2 separate regions of the Callithrix jacchus genome follow, and region 1 is linked to region 2. Evidence: chromatin contacts called from public Hi-C data. All regions are on one chromosome and are shown on one strand. Each heading gives the region's core, a stretch centred on a gene start, on an enhancer-like site or on the middle of the called end of the contact. The rest is flanking DNA. Distances are from core to core; before and after follow the strand shown.

What was found. Hi-C and Micro-C count contacts between places; a contact is called where the count stands out from the background.
Region 1: a Hi-C map of skeletal muscle shows a contact between it and region 2, with 6 times the contacts expected there. The contact joins two enhancer-like sites. A contact is called at or near these places in 3 of 3 Hi-C or Micro-C datasets (induced pluripotent stem cells and skeletal muscle).

Annotation. Positions count from the first base shown.
Region 1 is chr5:106,084,931-106,088,955 of calJac240_pri, reverse strand. LOC144582655 (a long non-coding RNA gene) reads left to right here. Exons shown (of 11, transcript XR_013535829.1): 6 at 3,899-4,025. Among named protein-coding and RNA genes, the nearest start is that of WSB1, 52 kb to the left of the region's middle. Within about 2 kb of position 1,330, at least 8 of the 16 cell types and tissues checked have an H3K27ac peak or open chromatin away from gene starts, as enhancers often do. A contact at or near this core is called in skeletal muscle, where this site is marked.
Region 2 is chr5:105,827,586-105,831,437 of calJac240_pri, reverse strand. It overlaps KSR1 (kinase suppressor of ras 1), which reads left to right. Exons shown (of 20, transcript XM_035300987.3): 11 at 875-916; 12 at 3,275-3,329. Among named protein-coding and RNA genes, the nearest start is that of LGALS9, 30 kb to the right of the region's middle. Within about 2 kb of position 2,582, at least 6 of the 16 cell types and tissues checked have an H3K27ac peak or open chromatin away from gene starts, as enhancers often do. A contact at or near this core is called in skeletal muscle, where this site is marked.

The sequences.
Region 1 (4,025 bases), core at 81-2,580, 260 kb before region 2:
CTTATGATAAAAGGTACCATAAACATGGAAAGGCAAGATATTGGCAATTCATTACAACTTGTTTGTATCCCGAATGTATCAATAAAAGAACAATTCAAGAGAAACAGGAAATTCACAGAAGAGGAAACACAAATCGTCATAAACAAATGAAAAACGCTCAACCTCACTAGTAATTATGAGAATTCAAATCAAAATAAAGACTTCATTTTACACTTATCAGATTGGCAAATATTAAAAAGCCTAATAACACCGTGCTGGTGAAGATACAGGGAAATGAGAAGTCCTAAGTGGCTGGTGAGAACATAAATAGGTAGAAGCCTAAATCCTTTATTTGCAATTCCAAAATAGAAAAAAACTCTGAAAACTAAGTTTGCTTCCCTAAATTTGGTTTAAACTCCCTTTATTTTTATTTATTTATTTATTTGTTTACTTAGTTTTGAGACAGAGTCTTACTCTGTCACCCAGGCTGGAGTGCAGTGCCAAGATCTCGGCTCGCTGCATTCTCTGCCTCTCGGGTTCAATTCTCCTGCTTCAGCTTCCTGGTGTCCTCCAGCACACCCAGCTAATTTTTCCATTGTTAGTGGCGAAGGGATTTTTTTCCATGCTGTCCAGGCTGGTCTCAAATCCAGCCTTGGCCTCCGAAAGTGCTGGGATGACAGGCGGGAGCCACCGCGCCCGGCCTGGTTTAAACTCACTTCGTGACAAAATCTGATATGAAGCAATTTGAAGCTACCTCTAATCTTAATTATAACATTAATTTAATATATTGATGGGAGCGGCTGGTCTTCGGCAGCGCGGGTGTGCGGGCGGCGGTGGCAGGAGCGGTAAGTGGCAGCGGTGGGTCCCCTGTGCCCTTGTCCCCGAGGCAGCCGACTGCGCCTCCCTCACCCTTGCGCGGCCCGGCGGGACCTGCCCCCAGGCCCGAGCCTTCGGGATACAGGACCCTTGGCCTCGCGTTGCCGCTCTCGCCAGCTGCTGCTGCTGGGAGGCCGCGGGGAGGAGGCGGAGCTGGGGAGCAGCGCCCGCCGGGTCGAGGGTGCGGGGTTCCTGAGCCTCGGGAGGAGGCCTGGGCCCGCCGAGGACCTGGAGCCCCCGCCCCAGACTGCGAGGGGTGCGGCCCCGGCTTCACGCTCCACGGAGCCGGCGGGAGCCGAGAGCGGGCAGCAACCTCGCTCTCTCAGGAGCGGCAGCAGCCGCCCAAATCCTGGCTGTGGACCTAGGCCTCTGTACTTTTCGGAGCCCAGGAAGGTGCCCCCCTTGTCCTTGCAAGTGCCTGCTCCCACTGCCTGGCCTCTGCCCGCTCTCTGCCCTCGCTCGGATCTCGGATTGGGTTTGGGGCCGAGCCCGGGCCCTGTCACAGCCTAGCCGGGAGTGCGCATGCTGGGGGCGGTGCTGTCACGCCACTGGTTTCAGATCAACTTTGGAGAATTTGGCAATAGCTGGTAAAAGCCAAAGATGTGCATGCACTGTGACCTAGCAACCATATGCATAGCAAAACAGGCGGTAACTGTGGCTCATACCTGTAACCCCAGCACTCTGGGAAGCTGAGGAGGGAGGATCGTTTGAGACCAGCCTGGGCAACATGGCAAAACCCCTGTCTCTACAAAAAAAAAAAAAAAAAAATTCAGCTGGGTGTGGTGGCACCGGCGTGTAGTCTCAGCTACTTGGGAGGCTTAGGTGGGAGGATTGCTTGAACCTGGGAAGTTGAGGCTTCAGAGAGCTGTGATTATGCCACTGCACTCCAGCCTGGGTGACAGAGCAATATCCTGTCTCAAAAGAAAAACACGCCCACACATGGGTACAAGAATTTTCACTGCAGTGCTGTGTAATAACAAAAATGGAAATGACGAGCAGTCTATTAGTAAGGGAACAAATAAACAGGTTTATTCAACGGGAAACTATAGAGCATTTAAAATTAATGAACCAGATCTACAATGTACCAACATGGGTAAATCTAAAAAATGATGAGTGAAAAAGCGAATCTGAAAGAGATTTACACAGTATGATAGTACATATATACATATATTGTTAATATATATGTTATATGTATGTATATAATCCCAGCATTTTTGGAAGCTGAGGCACATGGATCTCTTGAGCCCAGGAGTTTGAGACCAGCCTGGCCAACATGGTGAAACCATGTCTCTTCTAAAAAAACAAAAATTAGCCAGTAGTGCTGGCTCATGCATGTAATCTCAGCTACTTGGGAGGCTGAGGCAGGAGGATCACTTTCTGGGCCCCCATATTTTATATATGTATGAAATATACATATTATCAATATGGTATTGTATATAAAGCTATATGGCTATGTAGTAAATGTGTATGTATGTATGTGTATATATATGGTCAAGAAGGCTCTACACTAACTTAAGACAGTGGTTACCTATGCAAGGGAAAATGGGCCACCCCAGGCGCGGTGGCTCAAACCTGTAATCCCAGCACTTTGGGAGGCCGAGGCGGGTGGATCACGAGGTCAAGAGATCGAGACCATCCTGGTCAACATGGTGAAACCCCATCTCTACTAAAAATACAAAAAATTAGCTGGGCATGGTGATGCGTGCCTGTAATCCCAGCTACTCAGGAGGCTGAGGCAGGAGAATTGCCTCAACCCAGGAGGCGGAGGTTGCAGTGAGCCGAGATCACGCCATTGCACTCCAGCCTGGGTAACAAGAGCGAAACTCCGTCTCAAAAAAAAAGAAAAAAAAAAAAAAGGGAAAATGGGAGGACTTTAGATTTATCAAAGTTTGGGGTTTTTCAGAAAAAGAGAAATAGCAAGCAAATGTGGCAAAAGGTTGACATTTGTTAAACCTGTGTGGGCAAGTACAGAGGTCTGTTTAGTATTCTTTGTACCATTTTACTTTATTTTATATTTTATTTTTTGAGACAGAGTCTCACTCTGTCACCAGGCTGGAATGCAGTGGCACAATCTTGGCTTACTGCAGTCTCTGCCTCCTGTGTTCAGCCAATCCTCCTTCCTCAGCCTCCCAAGTAGCTGAGATTACAGGCGCCTGCCAACATCTCTGGCTAATTTTTGTATTTTTAGTAGAGACAGGGTTTTCTCACATTGGCCAGGTTGGTCTTGAACTTCTGGCCTCAAGTGATTGTCAAGCCTTGGCCCCCTCACAAAGTGCTGGGATTACAGGCATGAGCCACTGTGCCCGACCTGGTTTGTTATTAAAGGTAGTTTGGCTCTCAGTGCACCCCTTTCCCCCATGATGCCTTCTGCCATGTTATTACATAACATGAGGCCCTCCCCAGAGGCAGAGCAGATACAGCCCCTTGACTTAGGACTTCCCAGCTTCCAGAACTGTAAGAAATAAATTCTTTTCTTCATAATGTACCCAGTCTCAGGTATTCAGTTATAGCAATAGGAAACAGATGAAGACACTGTTTTCCACAGTGGCTGGACCATTTTACCTTCCCTCCAACTGCACAAGGGTTTCAATTTCTTCACATTCTTGTCCATGCTTGTTATTCTGTTTTTGTTTTACAGTAGCCATTCTAATAGGTGTGAGGTAATATCTCATTGTAAGGCTTAAAAAACAAAGCCATTACTTTTATTAGAAACAAAGAATGTTCCGCAAGATGGTGGCAACATGATATCGAAATATATTTCATTCAGTGTGTTTCTCCCTTAATTACATTCCCACAGGAGGTGGAATACCTCCTTGGCTATGAGGAGCAGAAGTATTTGATGAATTCTGTAAGCTGGTCTCCTAGTACTTGTACACACACCAGCATTTCCTCTCCAAAGTATCATACACAGAAAGACAAAGATCACAGACACATTTAGGAATTCCATGCTAGTCACATGGGATTCCTAATAACCCATCATCATGATTTCTTACAAGAAGTTCATGAACAATAATGTGACCAGTAGCTATTTTAATATCTGCAGGAGCTTTTGCCCAGGTTGAAGTGCTCTCCAGTTGCAAACGATGGCGACAAGAGTAATGACAAAGCCACTCATGCGAAGTTTATGGCTATCCTGATATAGGTTCCTGTAACCAACGGAAAACAGGACA
Region 2 (3,852 bases), core at 1,333-3,832:
AAAATTTAAATCATGATTAAAAGTACAATATAGTAAACACATAAACCAGTAATATAGTTGTTTATTCTCATTATCAAGTCAGATGCTACTGCGCATCATCATGCGTGCTATCCTTTTATACAGCTTGTAGAGCCGTGGGTTATTTCCCGCTGGCATCACCACAGACGTGAGGAATGCACGGCGCTGCCCTGTTCCACAGCTACCACGTCACTAGGGGAGAGGAATTTTCCCACTCCGTTGTGATCAGGACCACCATCGTGTACGTGGTCCCTTGTTGACCAAAACAACGTTCTGTGGCACATGACTGTATTTACACCCCCATTTGACAGTGCTGGAGAGGTTAGCCACCTCCTTAAGGTCCCAGAGCCTAGTTATGTGGCAGAATTGAGGCTGCAACATGCTTCCAGAACCCCACTGCATCCCTCTCAGTTCCCTACACGAGAAGAAAGCAATGCAGGAGGAGTGGTAAGGCTGAGACACTCTGGAGGTACAGGTGGGGCTCTGGAGGAGGCCATTCTTTTCATAGCACTGTTAAACTTTTCAGAAATACTGTTTCTCTCCCATTACATTTTGCCCTTCTGGGCTCACATGGATTTCACAGAGCGCTGGTCACCAGAGATGGGGTCTTGGAATGCTCGATCCTCCAGTGCAAGCCCCTTTAGTCCTGTGGACTCCTACCAGGGCCTATTTTCTTTCTCCCAGCTCTTTTCCTCTTTCCTGCATGGTTTGGCCTGTCCTTGCCGGGCCCATCTTGGGCAGGGCTGTCCCAGCCCAATAACAAGTCCCTGTCTCCCAAGCCAGTGTCTGCAATTCTGCTCCTCCCTCCTGCGTTGACCGTTCTGTGTGTGTGACTCACCTCCTCTTTTGTTTAAAGCTGCCTACTTCATTCATCATAGACAGCAGTTTATCTTTCCAGGTGAGTCCTTGCATGGTTCCATTAACTGCCCCTTGCTGTGACCCCTTCTGTCCAGCCCATCTGAGTACCTTTGGAGGTGCTTGAGTCTCCCTCCACCTGTTCTGAGAGCTGGCTGCCCATGGAGGATGGGAAGGGGGCAGGGAAAGTGGGGAGGTGGGCCTCTGACATGAGAAGTTCTTGCTGGGAGGGACCCTGGAATCCATCCTATCCAGTCTCTTGGCACAGACACTGCAGGTAACTTCTTTCAAAGTCACACTGCCAGGAGATGGCACAAGCAGGACTAGAACCTGGGTTTGTGGAATGGGGGGAGGACTTTTTGCTATTGCCCGATGAGCATCTGTCACCATATCCTCCCTTGCACAATGATGGAAACTACTGCCTTGTCTTACAGAAGTGGAAACCCATTTGGGGAGTTCTGCAGGCTTCACTTAACTTAGTGGGCGTCACCTTTCTGTGCCTTAACACACAGTGTCATCTGCTGGCTGTTGCTGGAAATGCCTCCTTATTGCAGAAAGTTTAAAGGAAAAATCTTACAATATAGTCAATCCATTGAGTTCTTTCTGCAAAAATTGTTTTGTACATCTACTGTGTACCAACCTTTTCATTCCTGCCCCTAAAGTGTTTGAGATCAGTGCTTTTTTTTTTTTCTGTAACTGATGGTGATGAGAATAATGGTGTTTAAGACAAAGATCACAGCTGTTTTTTTCTTGGCTTGAACAGGACTGTCTTGAGTCACAGTATTTTGGTTATTCCAGGCTTTTCTGTTCCCTAAGCCAGCTCCATTAGGGGGCTGACTTGCAGTGTCTGTGAGTCCTTAGAGACCGTCCTTACGGCATTGTTCGGTGTGTGCAGGGCCGCGGTCAGGGGCCTGAGAACCCACCCCCGGAGACCTCCTCTGAGCAGCTGGGCAGCCAGCCTCTGCAGTTTCACCCGTTTTTTGTTGTGGCCCCGTGGTTACTAGCTCTGGGACGCACACAGGGGTTACCCCAAAACATTGGGAAGACATGTTCCTTCTCCCAAAAGAGCAGTTTTCCCATTTTCACCTGAAGATATGTCACAGGGAGGGCAAGGAAATATTTCTATTAAAGCAAACATGGACACATTTTGGAGCAGAATGTATGATACACTCTTAACTTTTAAGGAAAAGCATGGGGCTTCAGAGGCATTTTGCCTTCCTTCTTGGGGTGCAGTTCCTCCCCAAACCCCCCTCCCCATTCCTGCTTCCCTCATGCCTTTGGCATGTGTTTGCCTTCTGTGGAACATTTGAGCCATGTTGGATAGGTAGAAGGGCCAGGCCCCTGCTGATAGTCTGCAGATAGACTGTGTCCGGGGGAGGCCTTATAAGTAGAGGTTTTTAAGGTTCTGATCCCCCAGAAATTGTGCACGGGATGTTGGGCGTATGTGTGCATTTCCCTGATAAGAAGGCCCACTGCCTTAGATTCTCCCAAGTCCGTGAGGTCCCAGAGATGTCACAGCATGTGGTTCACATAACCTTCAAAGGTAGAAAAAAAACTCTAGCAGAAGGTCGAGGGAGGTCTTTGTCCACACGGGCAGGAGAGAAGCCTTTGATAGCTCCAGCCACTGCCACTTCCTGTCTCTGTTTTTGCAGAAGGAGCGGGGAGTGAGCGGTCCATGACGGCCCTGGAACCACCAATCTCCCTGTAGCACTTGGTTCTATGCTGGAGTAACTCGGTTCTGATGTCCCTGGACATGGGACTTTCAGTGTTAAACTGGGAATACCCCAGGCTCAGGGGTCAGCCCTAGCTGCCCACTTTTGGGCCCCTGATATGTGGAGTTTCCTCCTCTTCCCCGGAGAGCTGCTCCACAGTGACCCATACCCGGAAGCCGAGGGCTTGGGGCCTCTGTGCTGGAAATCCCCAGCAGCTGCACCAGGCACCAGGTGTCGCTAATGAGCCACCTATGCGTCCTGCCACAGCCTCACTGGCCAAAGTGAGGGAGTCTCATTACTTTCAAGGGTTGTCACAAGCAGCCCTGGCCTCCAAACAGGAGCAGCTTTGGCTGCCTGTCCAGTAAATGAGAGCCCAGTTTGCTTTTACCACTTGCTTGTGTGGGGCAGTTTGGCCACCGGGGAGTGGTGGTAACAAGAAGTCTCACCCTCCCCGTCTGCCCCAAGCCCCTTCCTGAGACAGAGCTGTGTATGCAGAAGCAGGAGCTGTGGATGCTGCGTGCTGGCAAGGTCCATGGAACGGCACAGGCTGGTCCTTGCGGAAGTGCCGGGGAACATGAGGCAGCCCGCTGAGGGAGAGTCAACCTCTCTGGGTCGCTGGGTTTGAGCGCGGCATCTCTTTGGGGAGGGAAGCGATCTCATGCTTTGCGTTTGCTTTGTGTTTCCTCCAGACATTTCGGCCTTTGCACAGGCAGCCCCGCTCCCCGAAGCCGCCGACAGTACCCGGTAGGCATCCCTAGGCTGTGTCCACGTCCCTGCCACCTCCTACTCCACCCTTCCATCTCCGGCCAGCAGAACTCCTGAGGCTCATTCGCCCTCTGGGCCAGTGAACTCCTCAGAGGGTTTTATTTGCCTCCTATCAGTATGTCAACATTGGGTGGGGCCGAATATGAAACTGGAGCAGTCTTGGGACCCAGGAGGGGTAGACAGAGGACACTTGGAGTTAGAGACGCCTAAGAATAGCTCCTGTACGGAGCCCTTTCTCTGCCAGGCCATGCTGAGCACCTGACTCACATTCCCACATCTCATCCAGCCTGGTGGTAGGTATCAAAGTAGATGTCATCATAACATGCAGCCAGCCCAGAGAGGTTAAGAAATTACATAAGGTCACACAGCTAGGAAGCGATAGAGCCAGTTCTTCAAGTCAAGGCCGTCAGATTCCAAATCCTGTGGGTGTGCTCGGAGCCCCCGTGCAGCAGTATCACATCTGGAAAGGGGCTTTGGGGATCACTGCCCACCTCTCAGCCCC